2 separate regions of the Mus musculus genome follow, and region 2 is linked to region 1. The links are chromatin contacts, called in public HiChIP or PLAC-seq maps. All regions are on one chromosome and are shown on one strand. Each heading gives the region's core, a stretch centred on a gene start, on an enhancer-like site or on the middle of the called end of the contact. The rest is flanking DNA. Distances are from core to core; before and after follow the strand shown.

What was found. HiChIP or PLAC-seq counts read pairs in DNA pulled down with a chosen protein or histone mark.
Region 2: an H3K4me3 HiChIP or PLAC-seq map of bone marrow-derived macrophages shows a contact between it and region 1, with 12 times the contacts expected there. The contact joins the promoter of Rsph1 here to the promoter of Ccdc167 in region 1. A contact is called at or near these places in 1 of 39 promoter capture datasets (liver) and 1 of 115 datasets of contacts at active chromatin or transcription factors (bone marrow-derived macrophages).

The regions. Positions count from the first base shown.
Region 1 is chr17:29,713,851-29,719,451 of GRCm38.p6, reverse strand. It overlaps Ccdc167 (coiled-coil domain containing 167), which reads left to right and starts at 2,435. Exons shown (of 4, transcript NM_026782.2): 1 at 2,435-2,518. The coding sequence starts at 2,477.
Region 2 is chr17:31,274,425-31,280,025 of GRCm38.p6, reverse strand. It overlaps Rsph1 (radial spoke head 1 homolog (Chlamydomonas)), which reads left to right and starts at 2,730. Exons shown (of 9, transcript NM_025290.4): 1 at 2,730-2,824. The coding sequence starts at 2,771.

The sequences.
Region 1 (5,601 bases), core at 1,186-3,685:
GCCAGAGGAGAGCATTGGATGCTAATAAGCGGGAGTTACAGGCTGTCATTAAACACTGTGTAAATCGGGTGTGGTGGCGCACACCTTTAATCCCAGCACTTGGGAGGCAGAGGCAGGCGGATTTCTGAGTTCGAGGCCAGCCTGGTCTACAGAGTGAGTTCCAGGACAGCCAGGGCTACACAGAGAAACCCTGTCTCAAAACAAAAGCAAAAAAAAAAAAAAAAAAAAAAAAAAAAAACCAAAACCAAAACCAAAAACCCACTGTGTAGATGCTGGGAATTGAACCAAGAGGTCCCATGCAGGGGCCAAAATGCTCTTAACTGTGGTGCCCTCTCTCCAGCCCCTCGTCTTGAGCATTTTATTCCATCATCAGACCCAGAGGAGGAGGTCTGTTGAAAAAAAGACATGGAAGTTGAGCGCTTTGGTAACTTTGTCCTAAACTGGGAAGAGATGAGACCCACATGAGGCACACCCAGAGTTCTGTGGCTTTTTCTTGGTGCCAGAGAAACACAGAAGGAGCCACTTCTAAAAGAACACAGTGCTTCTCCTTCTCGTCTTCTCACCTCCCCTGGGCCAGCGCCTGTGATAATTGGGAAGCAGAGTCTGTTTTTTCTGGGACGGAACCAATGCTGGAAGGGTTGTTGATTGACAGCTGATAGACAATGTTCTCGAGGAAGATTTTCTTGTGCCGGGTGTTAAGCTGAGAACTGCACTAAACAACTTCAGCAGCCTGCGTCCTGTTCAGGTAGAATTTACTACCTGTTCCCTCTGCAGGTCGCAGTCAGGCAGCCAAGTGAGATGGTATCTCAGGTCCCTTCCAGCCCCATCACTCAAGGGCTCTATCATGAAGAAAACACAGATCTGAAAAAAATTTTTTTTCTCCTCCAAACACTGAGGTGGGGTTATTATTCACATAGAGAAACGGACTCGGGAGTGGAGATAAGTGGGTAGAAACAAGGAGCTTCGATTCTGGTCTCATCATCTCTGACCTAGTAATTCCACGGGGGCAAATTTATCTTTAGAAAGAGACACGGAAGGACAGAGCTGTGTGTGCACACAGGCCTGCTCTGTTCCCGAAGCAGAGAGGCCCTGCGGTGTGAGATAATATCCAGTACAAGAATGGAACGTAGGTACCTGAGGGATCTATGGCAGCTTTTTGAACCACATCCCCACTCTTTCAGACAACATCTATCTACTTTTAGTTTTTTTGCCATACCACAATTTTTTAAAAATTAATTATTATTATTATTATTATTATTATTAAGGTTTCACTGTTGTCCAGGCTGATTTCAAAACTGTGGACTCTAAATGATGCACCACCTCACTATCCTAAATAATTGAGACTACTCATATGTCCACCATGCTCAGCTAACTTTTTTCTTTTAATAAAAAAAACAAAAACAAAAAAACCATAGCACTTCACAGATGCTAAAGGTACTGACTTGTAGCTAGAGAAAGTACCCAAGATGCTGAAGGGGTCTGCAACACTATAGGTGGAACAACAATATGTACTAACCAGTACCCCCCGGAGCTTGTGTCTCTAGCTGCATATGTAGCAGAAGATGGCCTAGTCGGCCATCATTGGGAAGAGAGGCCCCTTGGTCTTGCAAACTTTATATGCCCCAGTACAGGGGAATGCCAGGGCCAAGAAGTAGGAGTGGGTGGGTAGGGGAGCAGGGCGGGGGGAGGGTATAGGGAACTTGCAGGATAGCATTTGAAATGTAAATTTTAAAAATATCTAATTAAAAAAATGAAAAAGAAAAGGTACTGACTTGTAAAACTTTGGTGGCAGCTCTATGTCTATGTCCTGTGGTAGGGTTATAGTCAAAACATCTCCAAGTCCAAGGTCTAAACACTCTAAAATCCTAAGCATGAACAAGCCTCTAAAAGAAAGCCAGAAGCCCAGGTAAGACCTAGGAATCTCAGGCTAATATGGTGTGCTGCGAGCCTTCTTCATGCCTTCCGTGATGTCTGCAGGCTGTTCTCATTTCACCAGAAAACAAGCTAATGCGAAAGAACACAGGACAGAAAGGATTAACGGTGCAAGACCATATTAGATCCCAAAGGGCAGAGCAGTTCAAGTTGGGACTGAAGGGCCAGGGCTTGCAGGCTGAGCCTTGCAGGAGCAAGAACATTTGAACGAGGATAGCCTAAAAAACGGTGCAGGGATGCCCTGAGGGATGCAAGAAGGAAGATGTTTGAAAAGAAAGAAGGAAGTTAAGATAAAAGCTCTCAAGTACGTAAAGAGGTCTCCACTCACGGGTAGACCTGAAACTGCTTCCCTGCACATCTTATACCCGGAGGCCGCCCCTCACAAACATGGCCGCTGCAGGATGGACGCGCCCCTTAACAAGATGGCGACGCAGAAGTCCCGCCTCCTTCCTCTGCACCGACCAATGAAAAAGAAGCACGAGGTCCTGCGCGTGCGTAGTGCGACTTAATGGGCTGGTCCAGCGCGGAAAAGACAGCAAGCAATATGACTAAAAAGAAGCGGGAGAATCTTGGTGTCGCTCAGGAGGTGAGGGGGAGAAGTCGGGTTCGAGTCACGTGGTTAGTCACTGTGTTCCGACGCAGGGGCGTCGATCGGCCCGGCGGCTGCGACGTCGAGGGTCAGATGGAGGAAGCGAGGGCGACGTGGCTTTGGGAGAGGCTGTGAAGGGAGGTGAAGGGTCACGATGAGGAAGGCAGGGATGGAGCTGAGAACCATCAGCTCCATCCCTGGTCAGGGGAGTCCCAAAGAAGACAGGCCATAGTGGGTATTCTAAAAGGAGAGACTCGGAGACTAAGGGAGACTTTAGCAGAAAGAGACAGGTGGGAACCAAAGGTGTTCGGGACTTGTAGGTGAGGGACCACCATGGAGCTAATAAGACTCCAGGGTGAGTGCGAGGCTATTATTCAGTATACTGCTAGTGGCTTAAACGTCTCCAGAGAGGGGAAGTTTTTCCTGTGGGGTATCAGCCTTGTAGCTTGAGGATCTTTGGAAATCTGCAGAGATTCCTAGAATTGGTGTTTGGGAAGGCCTTTAAAATAGTTTGTCATGCATGGAAAAAAAGCCGTCTGATGCATGTTTCGTTTGCATGTTCAATGAATTGTTGCATGTCTGTTATGCTCGTATAGACGAGGGAACTGAGGGTCTACGTGGAACTCAGGACATAGGTGGCACATGGTTATAGTCCCAGGGCTCAGAGATCTAAGCCAGCCTGGGATACAGAGCAACACTGCAAGGAAACGAAAAGGCGGAAGCCAGCTTAAAGTGGTGAAGGTGATAGAGCAGGGAATAATGCTCAGGTGGGCTTCCTGGAAGTGGGGACTCGTTTCCTCTCCCTTACAACGAAGGCATGTTCAGCCTGGGCCCTTGGGCCACTGGTGTTCCAGTACATCTAGGAATGTGATACAGCATGCTTGTAGATGACAGCATCAGGCTTCAATGTCAAAATATTGGACGCCCTCGAGGCATCCTCCCAGAGGTTACTTATCTCCTCAGTGATCCCTTTTTTGTTTGTTTGTTTGTTTGTTTTTTTCAGACAGGATTTCTCTGTGTAGTCCTGGCTGTCCTGGAACTCACTCTGTAGACCAGGCTGGCCTCGAACTCAGAAATTCGCCTGCCTCTGCCTCCCAAGTGCTGGGATTAAAGGCGTGTGCCACCATGCCTGGCTGCATTTTTGTTCTCTTTAGTGGTGGTTTGCTACTTTGAGGGATCCGTAAGCACCGCGCTGACGTGCTGTCTAGTGCTCCAGGACTGTGATGGGGCTTAGAGCGACAATCGGTTTGTTACATAAACCATTTTTCAGGTGTGGAACAACTCAGTATTATGTGGTCCTTTGGGCAGTGAGTTCAACGCTAATGAGAACTGTACGTTTATTAAATAAGATCTCTTTAACAGAAGTACACACCAGAGAACATTGTATGAGTTGATGATAACGTTGACCAGAGCATTATGGAAGCCCAGCCCACTTCAGTATTTGTTAATGAATGTTATCTCAGTTTTAAAGAATATAAGTACTGGGGTTGGAGAGAAGGTTCAGTAGTTAAGAGCACGGGCTGTTCTTGCCTCTCCGGACACCAGATATGTATGTGGTGCACAAACATATAAGCAAAACATTCGTAAGAACTCGTATGGCTAGTTCTGGTGACATAATGCCTGTAACCCAGCACTTGGGAATCAGGGGAAGATCACAAAACCTTCATAGCTCAACCCTTGCTACATGTGATCCTGGCTCAAATACACAAACAAAAAGTATAGCAATCACATAATCAGTCTGTCTTAATATGAAGGTGGCCGTGGGCAGTGTGACTGTAGCAGCTCCGGTGAGACCTCATTTAAAGCTAATTGTGTGCTTAGGCGGCTGAGGTAGGAAGCTCGTGAGTTTAAGGTCAGCGTAGACAATAGTGAGAAAACCAAAACCCACTTCTTCGTAAGAAGAGGAGGTGGCATATATTCTGTCCACAGCCTTTCCGCTTACCAGGGTTCTGCCATCTTATCAGCAAGATTAGGACCACCCCACTGGTATGCTCTTCGTCAAGAAGAGAATAGAGAAAGTGCCTGCTGCGTTAAGGACTCTGGGCCCAGAACTGCCCACTTTCTATTCCTACGAACCAAGGTGCACCCCCCACTACCTGCAGGGCAGCGGAGACTGGGCTGGGCTCGTCAGCTAAGAGGCCACATGCCCAGCTGCAGTCTCATCACCAGGGGAGTTGGGAGCAGATCTCCCTGCAGAGCACACCTCTCCTCACCATGTGGCTGTCAGGTGCCCGGAGCATGCCTGGCATAAGGTGGCGGAGGACAGACAGGGACTCCTTCATCACCCCAACCATTTAAATCTATCCCCTTCTTCCTGCTTTCATTTCCACATCTGTAATATGGAGGAGAAACTCCTGTCTTTTGTCAGGCTGACACAAATCAATCTTCTATCTATCTACCTATCTATCTACCTCTACCTACGCTAGGGCTAGAGCCCAGGGCTTCCTGCCTGCTAGGCAGGTGATCTACCATTGAGCTACACCATCAACTTTTGAAGTGTTTGAGTTTGACACAACGTGTATTCTCTTAGTGCTTTGTATGGGAGCAGATCTACCCATTTTGCAGCCTTATGAATGGTAGGGTGCTGGCTAGTTTTTTGTCTGGTTGACACAAACTAGGGTCATCTAAAAAGGACCTTCAAGAAATTGCCTCCATCACATTGGCCTGTGGGCAAATCTGTGGGGCATTTTCTTGAGGAATGATTTGAGGTGAGAGCAGGTGGTCCCGGGTTGTATAAGCAAGCAAGCAGGCTAGCCGGGCATGGTGGCGCACACCTTTAATCCCAGCACTTGGGAGGCAGAGGCAGGTGGATTTCTGAGTTCGAGGCCAGCCTGGTCTACAAAGTGAGTTCCAGGACAGCCAGGGCTACACAGAGAAACTCTGTCTCAGAAAATAAAAAAAAAAATAAATAAATAAATAAAAAAGGAAGCAGGCTGATATATATAAGTACTGGGTTGCCATGGTTGCAAGCCAGTAAGCAGCACCCTCCATGGTCTCCGTATCAGCTCCTGCCTCGAGTTCCCTTCATGATGAACTATAAACCTTGAGTTGAAGTGAGAACTGGAGAGATGGCTCAGCGG
Region 2 (5,601 bases), core at 1,481-3,980, 1.6 Mb before region 1:
TTTGCTTGTTCTAGTTAGGATGGTTTAAGTTTCTCATAGAAATGTATATTCTGTTGTGATACTGAAAGATCCAACCCTCATCCTATTTCTATCTCAGCCTTCCCATGGTGGTCTTTTAGCTGTCTTCACATGGAGAAAGACGCAAGACCAGAGGACAAATCATGTGTCCTCTGATGGCTGGCAGAGGGCAGATTAATAGGAAGTGTGCTTCAGGGGGCCTCCCGTGTAACGGTCTGGATGCCCTGAAGAGATGTGCGGCCTCACGGCCTCATCGCTTTGCAAAGGCCTCACCTCAGCACCACTGGCATGGTTTGGAAGGGTTTCCCAAGGGCTCATATGCTAGGTCACTGACCTGTGGCACGAGTAGGGAATGAAGGAAGTCAGATCACTGGGACACGCTCTAAAAGGGGCTCCTGAGTCACTCATTCCCACGGTGACATGGTATGCAGAGGTGACAGATGTGACAGAGGTGACTGGATTTGAGGGTTTGAGTTTCTCCAGGACATTCTGTGCTGCGTGAGGACAGACCACACACTGGAACCCTGGTGCTAGAGCAGAGACTCTCAGGATAACGACTCATCTTTCAGTTCTAATGACATGGACCCATGGCTGTATCTACATACGCAGATTTCCTTGTCCTTTTTTGGAGATGGAAACTCTGTCGTGGGGGCAGATGCAGAGAAATTGAGAATTTTTCTCTCTCCACAGTTCAGGATAAGAATATTTAATTCATTTCCCCATGTCTCTGTATATACACTATGTTTTTGCTCTTAATGCAAGTAAGTATTCTGACCCAGAGGCAGACCTCATGACCAGGGTTCTCATCATGCTGACAGAAGTCTCAAAGTGGTAGAGCCAGTTACCCAGGACTAAAACCTCCATAACCATTAGCTAAGCTGTGGCCTTGTGTGATTTGCTCAGTGGTGGAAAAGCCGCTGGCATCTACCAACAGCACCTGGCATTCTGTAGGAGACATTTAAACCCCAGCTGCTGTGGGATGTAACAGGTCAAACTTACAGGGATGTTGGTCAGAGGGCACACTAGCTCATGTATAAAACCTAGTGAGGACAGTTTGGTTACCTACCATACATCACAGTGACAGTTTTACCTTGCCTTCCTGTTGCTATGGTAAAATAGCATGGACCAAAGCAACTCAGGGGCAGGGATGGCTTATTTGGCTTACGGGCTGAAGACCTAAGAGGAGCACTACCTACTGGCTCATGCCCTCTGGCTTGCTTACACATCCTAGAGATGGTGCCGCCCACAGTGGGCTGGGTTCTCCTCCACCAATGAGCAATACCCACCACAGACATTCTCACAGACCAGGACACAATTCCTCGATTGAGATCCCTTCTTCCCGAGTGTGTTGGGTTGACAACCAAAATTGTCACAGTGACAAGGACAGTTCACATGAAGTGTGAAGAGCAGATTCTAAAGGTTGCACCCAGGAGTGATTACAGTGGTCGTGTGGCTGTGGCTGTGGCTGTGGCTGTGGCTGTGGCTGTGGAAATCGGCACCTGGTATGTGTGTGTGTGTGTGTGTGTGTGTGTGTGTGTGTGTGAATTGGAACACTGCATACACATCAAGGCACATTAGCATTTTAAATTGTCTGTCCCAAGTTATGTTTTACGTTTTATTACACGGGGAGACAGCTCTTTAGCCAATCTTTGGGGAGGAAAAAAAAGTGTATTGGTGTGCTTTCAAGTGTGGGCAAGCAGGTATTCCAGGGAGCTGGTGGGCTAGAGCAGGCAGAAGCCAGAAGTAGGAACTAGAGGATTGGGCGGTTTGGTTTGTTTGCAATGTAGCTAGTGCAGGGAGGGGGGATCTTGAGGACATAGAGGGAGCCTGTGTGTGCTTGGGTTTCTGCACAGAGGAAAACTGTGAGACGGGTAGGAGGCCAGATACCGGGACAGAAAGTCTAGCTTAGCAGGAAGGTCTGAGCCTGGGATGACAGTATAGGGGTGGGAGGGGACCCAGAGGGGCCTTGCAGGGTAGAATGTGGCACTGGAGGGACCTATCTGTAAGAGACAGTCAGTGTGAATAAGTGGGTCTGAGTGGGTCTGTATGCGTGGCATGACAGGCTGGGCCTTTGAGAGGAAGCCCACAGGCACCAGAAGACAGAGCAGAATGAATGTGGGTTCTTTGCGAGAGAAAGCTCAAAAGTAACCTGAATTGGTTTGAGATGTTAAACCCTGACCCGGGTCAGTGAGCATGAGTTTGAGTGGTCAGAATTCATCGCTCCAGTGTATACGTGTTGACAGGAAACAGAAAAGACTCAAGAGTACACTCATCTAGAGACCACAAACATCTCAGTGTAGATGAGCCTGGGAGGGTCCTTGCATCCACGGGGGACCCAAGGGATTGAAAGGCAAGGCCTAGATTTGAGATACATCTCTCATCCTAATGGCGGGTCTGCTTTTTCAGGTGGTTCCTTGTAGAGCCCACAAACTAGACTACTAAGGACATTCCCCAGGCCAGTGACACTGCCCATGTTAGGAGGCCAGGTCTGCGTGGGTACCAAGTCTGCCAAGGCCCCGCCCACCCCCTCGTCCTGGGCGGCGATTGGCAGAAATGCCCTTCCAGTTGCTAGGACACTATTCCAGCTCTTGGCTCCTCCCACGCTTCTTTTGCAGCCGTTTTCCGCCACTCTTTCAGGCGGAGAGCCAAGTGGGGCGGGCAGTGTCTCCATGACGACGCGGGACGCGCGTGGGGGTGGCTGGTAACTGCTTGATAGAGACGTTGCTCCTGAGATCCTGTCTGAAACCAGATCATGTCGGACCTGGGCTCTGAGGAGTTAGAGGAGGAGGGAGAGAACGACCTTGGGGTGAGAGCTCTTGACCAGGGAGGGACTTCTGGAGTACGTCGCAGCTCCGGAGCGGGAGGCGTGGGGACCGAAGGGCCGAAAGGCCGGGGACAGAACCACGCCGGCCACACTGGCGGCGCTGAGTCCAGGAAGTCGCTTGAAAGGTGAAACGCCGTGACGTCTAGTTTCCACCCTCCTTCCCCGCTCCCATCCCGCCTCCCATTAAAGGCGAAGATTTCTAGGCAGAGGGTATGAGTTAAAGGGATAGAGAAGGTTGCCTCCTGACAACTCACCACTGTGCTGAGGTGGCCCGGGCTCTCAAGGTTTCACCATGTAGGTCTTGAATCAGTGTCTCTGAACCATCCCAAGTCATCGGGATCACTTCCCTAGTGTAGACAACAGAGGGAAGGCAAAGGACCCATAGCCAGGATGTGCTCTCATGGTGAGTGCATTGTGGGCCGGCTGTTTATCCTTAAATCCGAGAATGACCACGCCCTGGCTGACAAAGTGGGGACTAGGCCTGCTGTGTGTGAGCAAACGGGAGTTTGAGCATCAACTGAAGAGCCCAGCCCTATGCTCTGTAATGCAGTGTTGGTACCTGCTCAGACCTCTTTGCAGGCTTCCCTACTTAACTTCTTCATCCATGAGCAGGAGCAGCTTGGTCAGTGGGAAGATGCAGGAGTGCTTTGGAGTCCCTTGCTCCCAACACCAAGGAGCTAGTGCAAAAAAACAGGACTCTCTCAAGTGTGAAATCTAGACCTCATGGTCTCCGTGCTGGAGGCTGGTATTGCACCTGAAGTTTGCAACATGCGCCCTGGCTTAGCTGCCTCCTTTCCAATCTGACAGACCTGGTTTCTTAGGGTTCTCCTTCCATGGGGAAGATGGCTCTGTCAAGTAAAGTGCTTGCTGAGCCACATGGACCTGAGTTCAGATACCACTATCATGTAAAGAGCTAGCACAGGAGGATCCCTGGAGCTGGCTGGCCAGCCTACCTGAACGGGGGGGGGGGGGGGGGTGTCCAGCTTTCAGTGAGAGACCGGTTTCAAAATATAAGGTGGAGAGATTCGAGGAAGACATTGCATGTCAATCTCTGGTTTCTAGAGATGAGCATGAACGTTCACATGAGCAAACACCTACATGGTCATGGATATACCCACCTTACTGCACATCACACACACACACACACACACACACCACACATACACACACATACCCCATACCACACACACCACACACACACACACACCACACATACACACACATACCCCATACCACACACACACACCACACATACACACCATACCACACACCTCACACACACACAAACCACACCATACACCATCCACACACACTCTCTCATGAGAGACACAGAGGTCATTAATCTACCCTCTGCTTCTGCTCATACATATCTGATTTACACACAGTCTCGTCTTCCATCGGGGTTTCCGGTTTGTTCCCCGCCCGCTCCTACTGATTTGTAACATGTTTAAGCCTGTAGTCAAGACACCAAACCACCTTTAGGTGAACTTAAAGAATGTCTCTGTTAGTCACCCATACAGCTCAGTCAGTGTTAGGCATACTGGGAGGTCCCTGAGATGGCAGTAGGGATCCACTTCTGTGACTCAGCGTTGGCCATAATGGGAGACCTCCAAGATGGGAGCAGTGACTTTGTGCATTGTGGGTATTAGCTACCTTTCTATTGCTGTGATCAAGCACCATGGCTCATGGAAGGAAGGGTTTATTTGCACTTATGATTCCAGGGGGGTGAGAGTCTGTCCTGGTGAGGAAGCAGGCACAGGGGCAGACATGGCGACAGGAACAGGTAGCTGAGAGCTGACATCTTCAGATTCGAGCAGAGAGCACAAACAGGAAGTGGTATGAAACTACAAACACTCGGAAGTCCGTCCCTAGTGATGTGCTTCCTCCAGCAAGCCTCTACCTCCCAAAGGTTCAGCAGTCTCCCCAAACTACCACCAAACGGGGAATCAATGCAGAGATAGATACATGAGCTTATAGGGGGCGTCCTCACTCAAACCACCACACTGTTGTTTGGAACAACCCTGAGATCAAATTTGTAGGGTTAAACACTTATATTCTAGGCAGGAATTTCTGAGCTAAACTGCTCACGGGTTTGTTTATGAGGTTTCCCACGTGATGGCCTGTACCAACCCCGTGCATTATATTTTAATATGTAATAATATTTAATGTTATTGTCTATGTTGAAAGTATGTAGAGTGATGTTATAAGCTAGCCATGTTATGTCATTACTGAATGCTCTGGCCATTTTAGTATGTATTATATGTGCTACATCCATGTATTTTGAGCCAGAAAACATTCATCTTAAAAACTATAGGAAAAAAGGGGAGGATTGCAACCTTGTATCACTTTTTTATTCCCTTGATTTTAGGGTTGGGGCTCTGTGGCTCAGGTGTGGCCTTCAACCCCATGGCTCAAGTGATCCCACAATCCTGCTTCAGCCCCTACAAGTGGTACTCCTTGCAAAAGTTGTGTGTGTGTGTGTCTGTATCTGTGTTTCTCTGTATCTGTCTCTATTGCCCTCTGTCTCTGTCTCTCTACCTTTATGTGTGTGTATGTCAGTATGTGTATCTGTCTCTGCCTCTCTGTGTATGTATGTATGTTCTCTGTGTGTGCGTATATATGTGTGTTTTTCTCTCTTTCTCTCTCCTTCTCCCTTCTCCCTCCTCTCTCTCTCTCTCTGAGCCTGTGCGTGTGTGTGTGAAGGGGTGAAACCCAGGGTCTTACACACGCTAGGCAGTTTCACTAACACTGAGATCCAT